Regions from separate parts of the Mus musculus genome. Here region 2 is linked to region 1. The links are chromatin contacts, called in public Micro-C maps. All regions are on one chromosome and are shown on one strand. The core of a region is the stretch at or near the end of the contact, and the rest is flanking DNA. Distances in the headings are between cores, read along the strand shown.

Evidence for each region. Hi-C and Micro-C count contacts between places; a contact is called where the count stands out from the background.
Region 2: a Micro-C map of trophoblast stem cells shows a contact between it and region 1, with 2.4 times the contacts expected there. The contact joins two enhancer-like sites. A contact is called at or near these places in 1 of 15 datasets of contacts at CTCF or cohesin (the NIH/3T3 cell line), 2 of 484 Hi-C or Micro-C datasets (nephron progenitors and trophoblast stem cells), 1 of 115 datasets of contacts at active chromatin or transcription factors (embryonic stem cells) and 1 of 9 other capture datasets (pancreatic islet).

Annotation. Positions count from the first base shown.
Region 1 is chr5:104,070,966-104,076,152 of GRCm38.p6, forward strand. Gm17660 (predicted gene, 17660) reads right to left here. Exons shown (of 10, transcript NM_001163772.1): 3 at 3,896-3,928; 4 at 3,740-3,808; 5 at 3,264-3,302; 6 at 2,573-2,599; 7 at 1,103-1,132; 8 at 1,008-1,019; 9 at 254-289. The coding sequence ends at 284. Among named protein-coding and RNA genes, the nearest start is that of Gm17660, 4.0 kb to the right of the region's middle. Within about 2 kb of position 1,491, at least 68 of the 459 cell types and tissues checked have an H3K27ac peak or open chromatin away from gene starts, as enhancers often do. A contact at or near this core is called in trophoblast stem cells, where this site is marked.
Region 2 is chr5:104,139,065-104,144,461 of GRCm38.p6, forward strand. No RefSeq gene overlaps it. Among named protein-coding and RNA genes, the nearest start is that of Sparcl1, 28 kb to the left of the region's middle. Within about 2 kb of position 1,782, at least 13 of the 459 cell types and tissues checked have an H3K27ac peak or open chromatin away from gene starts, as enhancers often do. A contact at or near this core is called in trophoblast stem cells, where this site is marked.

The DNA of each region.
Region 1 (5,187 bases), core at 241-2,740:
CCAGGGCCTTCCACATATTGGGCGAGTGGTCTTCCCATTGAGCCACTGCCCAGCCCACTTAAATAGTTTCAGGACATCCTTAGAGAAGCACACCCTGTGTAGTTATATTGGTCTTCTGAATTGCTTTTATCGTGGTGTTAATTTTCTAACAGAGACACCATCTGTGGTAGCAAAACTCTTAATGATAAAAAAAATTGAAATGTCTAATTTACATATTCATTGGTGAAAGATGTTTTTTGGAGATTGTACTCACTGTGCGAGCCTTCTGATGTAGTAGTGAAGCTTATCTCTGTTGAGGTAGACAGTACATTCATTTACTGTGAGGATCTGAGACATTTTCATTTCCTCTCCCACCTCCCCTCAGCCTCTCCCATCTTAGGATTCTTTTGTTGTTGATGTTGAAATACTGGTGTGATCGGGCGACTGGCTTTGTGCTTTGGTGATCTGTGAATGCCAAGAAACTGAAGCCCTAAGGATCTTGTATTAAATAGAAGGTAGTTTCTTCCACATGGTGTGTGGAGGCCTGACAGAGGGGAGTCTTCATAGTGGTAAATAAAAAGTATGAGTAATATTCCAGAGCAGTGAAACTTATTACTAGGAAGGCTGGTGGGTGAAAACACACTTTTCCCCCTTAAAATTGGGTTTGGGCATTGCCTTGAGGTCAGACCATGGCTGTGTTTGGTAATTTTACAGTAGGCTTTCCTCAGTCTGCTGCTGTGAGTTGTCCAGTCGCCGGAAGCAAGCCCAAGGTAAATGTAAGTACCTGAGAGTTCACGACCTAAGGTTGTGCTGATGTCTACAATCTTAAACCTTGTGAAACCTGCCTTGTGAAAAGATACTTACTGTTAGAGATGCAGAGATTCTGATCTTAAAGGTCTGGGAACTGAATTCATAACACCATGCACTGTGATTGGCTTAAGGCATTGGGTTGATTTAGAGGAGTTATTCTCCCCCTTCCCTGACAATGGATGTCACCTTTATCAATAGAACCAGAAATAAAATCTTACCCCAAGGAAGCCCTAGAAAAATAAGGGGAAAAAAAAAGTTAAATACTAACCAGAGTTCACTTAGTGACTTTGTTGTTTATGAAAATAAGATTTACCTGCAGTTGGTTCAAAATAGAAGTGATTAACTGTAAAAGAAGAAAGGGGTAAGTAGTCTCGGTGGGTTTGCCTTCCAATTTATATTCATCCTAGCACATGTGTCAGCGGAAATGTTTTGTACGTGAATGTTTCATTGGAAATCATACTTGATGTGTACAAGATTGAAGATAATTCAAATTCCTTTGATTTATGGAACTACTTTCCTCTACCTTCTCACTGCATTTACTGCATTTGAAAGTGAGAAAGCTGAAGACCCCCCCCCCCCCCCCCCCCCCCCCCCCCCCCCCCCCCCCCCGTCCACTTTGAGTAAGCGGCACTCTGGTTGGAGATGGGAATGTCCTGTTGAATGGTTTCCTGCTGCAAAGCTATGAATGGGGCTTTGTCTTGCTGATTTGCTTACACAGCTGTTCCACTGGAGATGTGTTGCTCTGCAGCTTCCTGTAGAGCTCAGCAGCTTCTTCAAGAGATTGGATTGGACTAATGGTGATCCATTATCCCCGTTATGTACAAAGCTGCCTGCCCCAGAACACTAGGAATAGTGAAACCAACCTCTGCGTTCTTATGTATAAGCAACATTCTGAGTACTGAGTGTGGGGGAGGGTGAGAAAGGGGTGAGGAGGGGAGGAGGGAGGGATATGGAGAGGGAAGAGAAGAGCGATTAGCTCCCTAAGTATTGTTGGGATCCTCTAAGAAGGCCCCTGGCAACTTGAGTGAGTCAGATTCTCTGAAGCGAGCACACATTCAGAGGTCAGGCAGGTCATTGCTGTCCATGCTGGCGAACTGAGCAAAGCCACGAAGCTGGATCAAGTCTACAGGTAACATGAAGATCTAGTTTCCCAGCACAGGATGCTGGGTGCCCCTGCAGCTGGGCTCCAACTGGAAGACCCACTTGGTGACGTTATAATCACCAGTAATCAGTCACAGAGAGAGAGGCAGAGAGAAAGACCCAGAGAGAGAGGCAGAGAGGCAGAGAGACAGAGAGACAGAGAGGTAGAGGCAGAGACAGATATCTTAGAAATTGAGACCAGCCCGGTCTACATATTAAGTTCTAGGCTACCAAGGACTATAGAGAGCTTGTCTCAAAAACAAACAAGCAAACCTCCTTTGGGGTTTAGATTTGATAAGGTTTCACATATTACACGCTGTGCCAATTCCTTAGTATTGGAATCTACCTTCTCTTCCTAAAGCACTTTATTCTGTTCCTCTAGGTTTTCTGACCCCTCGCTTTTTCACTTAACTCGCATCAGTAATAATGACCTTGTCTTGTCACGTTAGAACTGAGTGAATGGAAAGAACTCTTCTCGTACACTGGCCTTTGTTTTGGCCTTTGGATTTACCAGGTGCCCTGCCTGTGGGTCAAGATGAACTGAATCCGTGCAGTGGTTTCCAGAATGAACTGGCTCAGTTATATGCTATTAGATGCTGTATTCTTAAAGACCCCATAGATGGACAGAGCAGAATATATTTACCTCCAGAAGCTGATTAGGTGTCAGAACCTTGAATAAAAGAAAGAGAACAAACCAAGAGTTACAATTTAGCGGTTCAACTTAGAGTTACAACTTTGAATTAGCCTGGTAAATGGAAACATAGTTTTTTTTTTTTTTTGTTTTGTTTTGTTTTAATTAGGTCTTTTCCTCATTTACATTTTCAATGCTATCCCAAAGGTCCCCCATACCCACCCACCCCCCAGCCCCCTACCCACCCACTCCCCCTTTTTGGCCCTGGCGTTCCCCTGTACTGGGGCATATAAAGTTTGCAAGTCCAATGGGCCGGAAACATAGTTTTAAGACCCCCTAGCCTTCATTAATTCCTCTCACTGATAGTTTACAACCCCTCCCACACCTTTGGAAATGTGCACTCCACAGTGTGCCTTGTGGGAATCTCAGCACAGCGGGGGACATCTTGTGACGACAACCTGTGATGATAACTCACACATGCTCGCTGAGTTATACTTAGGGGAAACTGGTCAGGAAAGAGCCAATGGTTTCCTCTCACAGTTCCAATAGTATTTAAACATTGGATGATATGGTATAATACACAGCATAGCCACTTCAGCTCAGAGATATGAGGGAATTGTCCATTAAGTTCTTTAAATCAAACAAAGGTTATCAGCTTTAGTCATTTAAGTATCTTCTTAAGGGAGGTTTTAAGTACACATACCTGATTTGGATCAAAAGGGAAGGGAAAGGGAATCGGGATCTAGAAAAAAAAAAAAAGGAACGAAAGGGTGATTTGGAGTGAGACAAGTCATGCCTGTTTCCCTTGATGTTTTCTGTTCTTTATTCCCTTCAGCCTCTTGGTGTTCGGTGTGCGTGCGCTGAATAGGTTTATACCTCTAGACCGCTGTCCTCACAGAGCTCTGGGTCGGATATGCTATTTTCCTTTTAGAAGCTGTAATTATTTTTGCTTGATTGATTATACTAAGTGCCCAGGGATTGGCCTTGTGTCCAGTGTTCATTTTTTTTTTTTAAGCCAATATCTCCCGTGTTCTCTGCACGGGTGCACCTTCCGCTCGCGGCTGCCCTCTGCTGGTGGGAAGGAAGAGCTTCCACCATACACCATGGATTTCTTTTCCTTGGAAAGTGTGATAACCATCGCCCAGCTGATGGACTTGAGACTCCCAACACCCGACTTACCAGAGGAGCCTGCGGAAGGGGAAACGGAGGGAAGAAAGGCAGGATTTGTGGTGCGTACAAGTTAAATCTCTGTAAACAGAAACACAGCGTGAGCCGTTCCGATTGCGAACTTGACAGCTTTTAAGTGGCGAATGTGCCGTTTGAAGTACAGTGTACCTGTTCACTGGAACTTCCTCCGGATTGTCCAAGCTTGAAGACAAGAAAAGCAACACGGTGAAGCAGCTGGAAGCTGTATCCGTTATCCAGCAAGTCGTTTTATTTTACATGAGAACAGCCTAAAAGTGTCCTGTGGGGCATTCTGCCTACAGCCTTGCATCCACGTCTGAAGTAAGCTTCATATTTAACAGGGAAATGCTGAGTTGATTTTTGTTCAATGACTTACAATGCCACTCATTTCTTGGCTTTAAAATTTTACTCCCAAAAGTTCTTATGATTACACACCATATGTTGGCAAGGTATACATGCCTTACACTGGTATATTTAGCATCAGTACGGCTCTAGACTTGCTTTCGGTATAAAGAAGTTCAAAGTGGTGGGAGTATGAGTCTGAACTTAAATTCTGTCGTCTCCCTATAACCTCTGAATAATCTCTCATTCCTTTGAAAGTCCCCTTGTTGCAAAAATGTGCATGGGAGAGGGTTTTATGCTTAACTGGTGCTGGACACTATCTACAATAAATGTAAGTTGTCCCTACGGGTCTCACTTATTACAGATGCGGAGAGTGTGACTGTAGTCAGTGCACAACGAAAGGTTCAGCTGGTGGTGTTTTATCGCTAGGTCTTATGTGTTCAAAGTGGTGTCATAAAATGCACCATTATTTCACGGAGCAGAGCAAGTGTTGCTGTTAAGTGGTCATGACGCGCTGCCACGCCGTGGGTGAGACAATAAGTGTTTCAGAGATGCTCACAGTTAAAGAAATCACAGACTGGAACATAGTGAAGTGTGTATGCTGCAACAGTCTCATTAGCACAGAGTTCCTATAGAAACAAGCAGCGTCTCTCATTTGGTAGGTAGGACGGTAATGCTTGTCTGGGCTGGGGATGTAACTGGGCAAGAGAGAAAATGCCCTGAATGTGCAGTGCCCTGCGTTTGAGCTCCAGCTCTACCAAGAGTGTATTCCACCAACAGTTCTTATTAATGGTGCAAGGAGAGACGCTGATCTAATACAATATCTGGGCACACTGCACTAGGGCATAGGTTGTTATCCAAACCTCTTTTTCCAAGATGGTTCAGAAAAGACATCCAAATGTACTACTATAATGAGTTGTCATGCTCCTGAGCTGTGTATCTCAGACATAACTTTGTTTACTATTAGCTTAGAACTAGTGCGAGTAGTCTTAAATATTCCTCTTTGTAAAATCAAGTCTGACAGGTCAAGTTGGGCATCTTTGCGAGAAGCCTTTACGCTGGATGATGTAGGGCAGAATAAAGAAAGCTCAGCTCGACTG
Region 2 (5,397 bases), core at 532-3,031, 68 kb after region 1:
TGGTTAGTAGGTAAGGGGAGGTGAGATGTTAGGGCAGACTCTTCAGCTGTGGGGAAGTCATTTTAGGGGGGATACACTCTGTGTGATGAAAACACTTGAGATATCATTGGCCCTCCCTACAAAGTTATTGTTTAAACTGTATGTGCCTCTCCAGTATGTGTGTGTGTGTGCCCTGCCCCAACATAATACACAAACACTCTCACACACACTGACACACAATTGACACACACACTGACATACTCACACACACTGACACACATTCACACACATGCATACACTCACACACACACTCTGATGCACATACAAACTGACACATACACTGACACACACTGGCACACATATACACACTGACACACATTCACACACATGCATACACTCACATACTCATACACACATGCTGACACACATATACACTGGCACTCACACACACACACACTCCCCCAACACTAACACATACACACATACACACACACAAACACACACACTCTCCCCCCCACACTAACACATACACACATACACATACACACATACACTCACACACACAAACATTGATACACACCCACACACATATCACACACTGACACACACACACACTGATATACTCACACACACTGACACACATTCACACACATGTATACACTCACACACTCACACACACACACTGATGCACATTCAAACTGACACATACACTGACACACTGGCACACACACACAAACATTGACACACACCCACACACTGACACACACATAATGACAAACACTGACACACACACACTGACACACGCACATCCTTTCTACTGGCCTACAAGACACTGGTCCAGGGTCTTGCTGACCCCATCTTCAGCTATTCCCCACATTGCCACCACTCATTTGCTCTTGTGCACATGTTGCTTCCTCGTGGATCCTCAAACCCTTCACAGCCCCTCATCTAAGGCCTTTCTACAGCTCTCCCCCTCTGCTTCACCTCTTCTCTCAGCCACATGCACGTTAGCCTTTAGTCTTTCCCCAATATTGTTTTTTTAGTGACGTTCCTTCTGATTGCACTATTAAAGCTGCAAGACACGAATGTTCCTTCTCTCCTCGGCTCCTTCATTCTAAACTCTGTGCCCAACTCCACCCCATCTCTCTACATAGTACTAACGAGCTTCAAACACACTAGACAACGTAATCATTTGTACTGTATTGCTTACCTTCTGCCTGACCCCACTAGAATGTAAACTTCTCAAGATGAGGATTGTTGTCTGTTTCCTTTCTGATGTCTTAAGAACCTGATATACTGCCTAGGTCATCTTAAGCATTGAGAATAAGCAAATGAGCTGGTTGAGCTTAAGCAGGGACTGAGGCACGGGGACGACAACCATGAAGAGGAAAGCTTGTGGATGTCACCAAGCTGGTTCAGAAGGGACACAGTGATGGTGTTGACAGTACAGAATACACTTTATAATATTTTTCTAAGATTTGCCCCCCTGACAAGTGTCCAGAGTGTGGGAACATGCCTGGACATCGGGAGCTCCTTCTAAGTGATTGAGGATGTGTGCATATCACAGACATAGCAAGAAGACAGGCAGGTATTGTGATAGTTTGGCTAAGAAACTTCCCGCTACTCCTTATTTCTTATGCCTTCCACCTCCGCATACTCACCCCATGTGCCAGTACCTGCAGCATGGCATTTGGTTTTATTTTTATAGTCAGACAAAGATGACAGACTCAGGATATCTCTAGGTACAATCTTAAATACCTCTCAGGGCCACATGGAGACAAAACAACATTTTTACCAGACAGCGGACAAAGATGACTCACCAGACAGAACAAATGTAGTTCTGCAGCCTTCTCCCCACTCCAGAGCCCTCCACCCTCATCCCATGGTTCATGGTGGTTGAGTTGTTTTAATTTTATATTGCAGGGTGCTCTTGTTGAATTAGAAGGCAGAATAGAAAGATTGTTAGAAGATGAAACAGAATCTTGCTGGTTTATGCTGTTCTCCACTGTCTATAGTACTTTTTGTCTATATAGGTCTGGGCCTTGGCTCTGTTTTAGGCTGTGGGAAAGGCTTAAGACTGCCTGGGTTAAAAACTGCTCTTTATCCCTTACTGGCTGACTGTATGACTTAAGCAAAGTTATTGAATTTTAAAAATCCAATTTCCTGTCTGTGAATGTACCACAAGGCTGTTATGAGAATGAAGCAGGCTCACCCACATGGAAAGCCTCTAGTGGGAAGGGAGGTAATGACATGCTCCGCTCAGTAGGTACAGGAAGACCACATACACCAAAAGTGTGACCCTACTGTTTCCTTGCCGGACACTTCACTTCCCTGTTTTATTGTTGTTGCTGTTTTGTTTTGTTTTGAGGCAGGGTCTCATATCTCATCCTTCTTATTTTCCAAAGAGGTGAATGCCTTGCCACGTAGAGTTCTTACAAGTCTCCAGTAGAAAAGTTTAGATTTAAAACTCAGGAGAGACTTGGTGCCTGAAACTGAGCAACAGAAGAACATTATTTTTCTTTTCATTTTGGTAAAATATCCATAATATAAAATGTGCCATCTTAATCCCCCAGTATTGTTTTAAGTGTACACATTATAGTGTTGAGCCCCCAACAGCCTCGTTCAGGGCTCATGAAGTAGACTTTATCCACATAGTAAGCAGTGGCCCAGCCTTCCCACATGCCAGTCCCTGTTGTGTTGGCTACTCAATACACACTGTGTAGAAGCACCAGAGTGTATCTTCCTGTGTTGCTAATCTCATAGCTTAGTGTCCTTAAAGTTTATCTATGTCACAGTGTTTCTCAGATTCCCTCTCTTTAAGGCTAATAACTCCATTGTCTGCATAGACCACGTGTTGCTTGTCTACTCATCTGTTGAAGGATCCTTGGGTTGTTACCAGATTTAAACTGTTGTGAACAAGTCCACTACATACAAATTTTGAGAACTTATTTTCAAATACTTTGGTTATTTGTCTGGAAATGGAGTAGAGACACTACACAATGATTCAACTTTAACGTTTCAAGTGGCTATCACGTTTGCCACAGTGGCTGCACCTTTTCACACTCACACGAAAGATGTTCAACAATTCCAATTCTTCTTGACACTTGGCGTTTCCTGTTTGTTTGTTTGTTTTTAAATAACAGCCATGTTAATGAATATAACTCAGTAAGTTCTATCATGCTCACCCCCAACTGCAGTTGCTACCTTATAGCAGCCATGGCCACGTCCTGATGTCAGCTAGGCAGTGTGAGTGTCAAAAACACCAAGATCATGGCACCTGCTTCCTTTTCCTTCATCAGCCTCCCGTTCATGGCTGCACACTCTTCCCTCCTGTGGAGATTATTTTTCAGGTTCACTTGCAGCAAGCTATGCCTTCATAACCAGCAGTCGCCTTTTGAGCTATATCCTCATCCTTAAAAGAAATGTGAAATACACACTTCTGTCCCTTAGGGTATACTGCCTACGATGCAGTTGAGGTGGAGGGTGCTGGAGCCGATGTTTAAGACCCAGTCATGAAAGGGGCATGATGTGGATGGCAGGGGCACCTCATCAACCTCTCACCGCCGTTCCAGACTTCCTGCTCAGGATTAAAATAAAGCTCTGCCTTAATTATTAGTCACTGCACTTTGAGATCTCTTAGCCTGTAACATATGGGATTGAGTCAGTTCAATAAAAAATGCCATTTTTGTCAGCCACAAAAATAAAGGAAGAGGATTTCAGACGTCCTGAGTGTAGTGAAGGCATTTTCAGGAAGGAACACCGCCTTCCCAGGCAGATCTCTTGCATCAGGAGCCAGTTCAGGCTGGAACTTCTGAGCCTTTCCCGTCTTCCTCTTCTTTGTGCCACAGAGCAGGAGTGGCTTGCAGCTATACACAATGCTGTTAGTTGCTGGAGCTTTTTTTTTCCCGACACAGGGTTTCTCTGTGTAGCCCTGGCTTTCCTGGAACTCACTCTGTAGACCAGGGTGGCCTTGAACTCAGAAATCCACCTGTCTCTGTCTCCCAAGTGCTGAGATTAAAGGCATACGCACTACTGCCCGGCCGCTGGAGCTCTTTGGAGTTAGTGTTTAGGTACTATTTTTCACACTGTGATAACTTTAATAATTACCAGTGTGATTACTGATATATCTGTTCTCAGTTCACAGTGAGATGATGAAGACATCAAAGCATTAAAGACTCTAAAAAGATTGGAGTGAAAGCTATCTATGTAATCAACCCAGGAAGTGGCACGCTCAAGACCTGTGTATTGCTTTTGTTTGTTTGTTTTTAAACAAGGAATCTGTCTCTGTTTCTGCCCCCACCCCCTCTTCCTTTGGGCTATGAGACTACGGTACTGGTTAGTTATTTATAAGTTATCAGGTGGTATCCAGCTCCATCAGTATGGACCTAAAGCACCCTGTGTTGCTTTAAAATGCTGTTGATGGATATCAATTCACAGAAGTCGAAGGACAAAGGTTTGTGTTGCAATTCTATTTCCCAAAGGAAGGGAATTAAAGGTGAGTCTTTTTCTTCCCAGCAGTCATAGGCCAAGACTGAGTTCATCATCTGGACTAAGTAAGACTTTGACTCATCAAGGGAGTCTAAAGACAAGGATGCTCTCAGCAGGCCAGCCTTGCTTCATAAAGACTCCTGTGAGAAAACCACACACCCTACACTTTCCTTTGGTAAACATCCACCCTGCTGTTTGGGTTGTCAGGAAGACCGGGGAAGTCAGAGGAAATAGGTTCCCCTCTGTGGGCAGCTTTGTGCCATATTGTTATATTCGATGTTCTAGCTTAAAGAGCGGTCTCTTGGGAGTTTACAGTGGTTAATGCGCATGTATTCTTTGGTTCTTAGATCAATATATAAAATAGTTTATGAATTGTTAAAGCTGAAATCAGATCATTGGCCATTGATCATAATATAAGCCATGGGGGACATTCAATTTGAATTATACTATTTGTGAGTTTACATGAACCCTCTGTGAATCATGTTTTATAAGTACTGTTTTTAATGTCTACATGTGCTCATTTATATGCTTATATTCAGTAGCACATGTGTGCATGTGTATATACATGTGCGTAAGGACAACTGGATGACCTCTTTAGGAATTCTGTCCACCTTTTTTGAGATAGTGTCTTTTATTGACCTGGAGCTGATGAATTAGGCTAAGCTGGCTGGCCAGGGAGTCCCAGGGAGTCTCCTGTCTCTGCATCCCTAGCACGGGGACCGCAGGCACCTGGCACCATGCCTGGATTTGTTATGTGGCTTCTGGGGTTAGGTCTTCAAACAGTAAAGGCAAGTGCTTTACTGACTGGACCAGCCCCTCAGTTAGCACTGGAGAACAAAGGTCTTCGAACTAAAGTACAATGTGTGAGACTTGAATTTACAAATGCCTTTTGATGCATGGGATTCCAAAAGGGACATTGTGTCTCCAAGC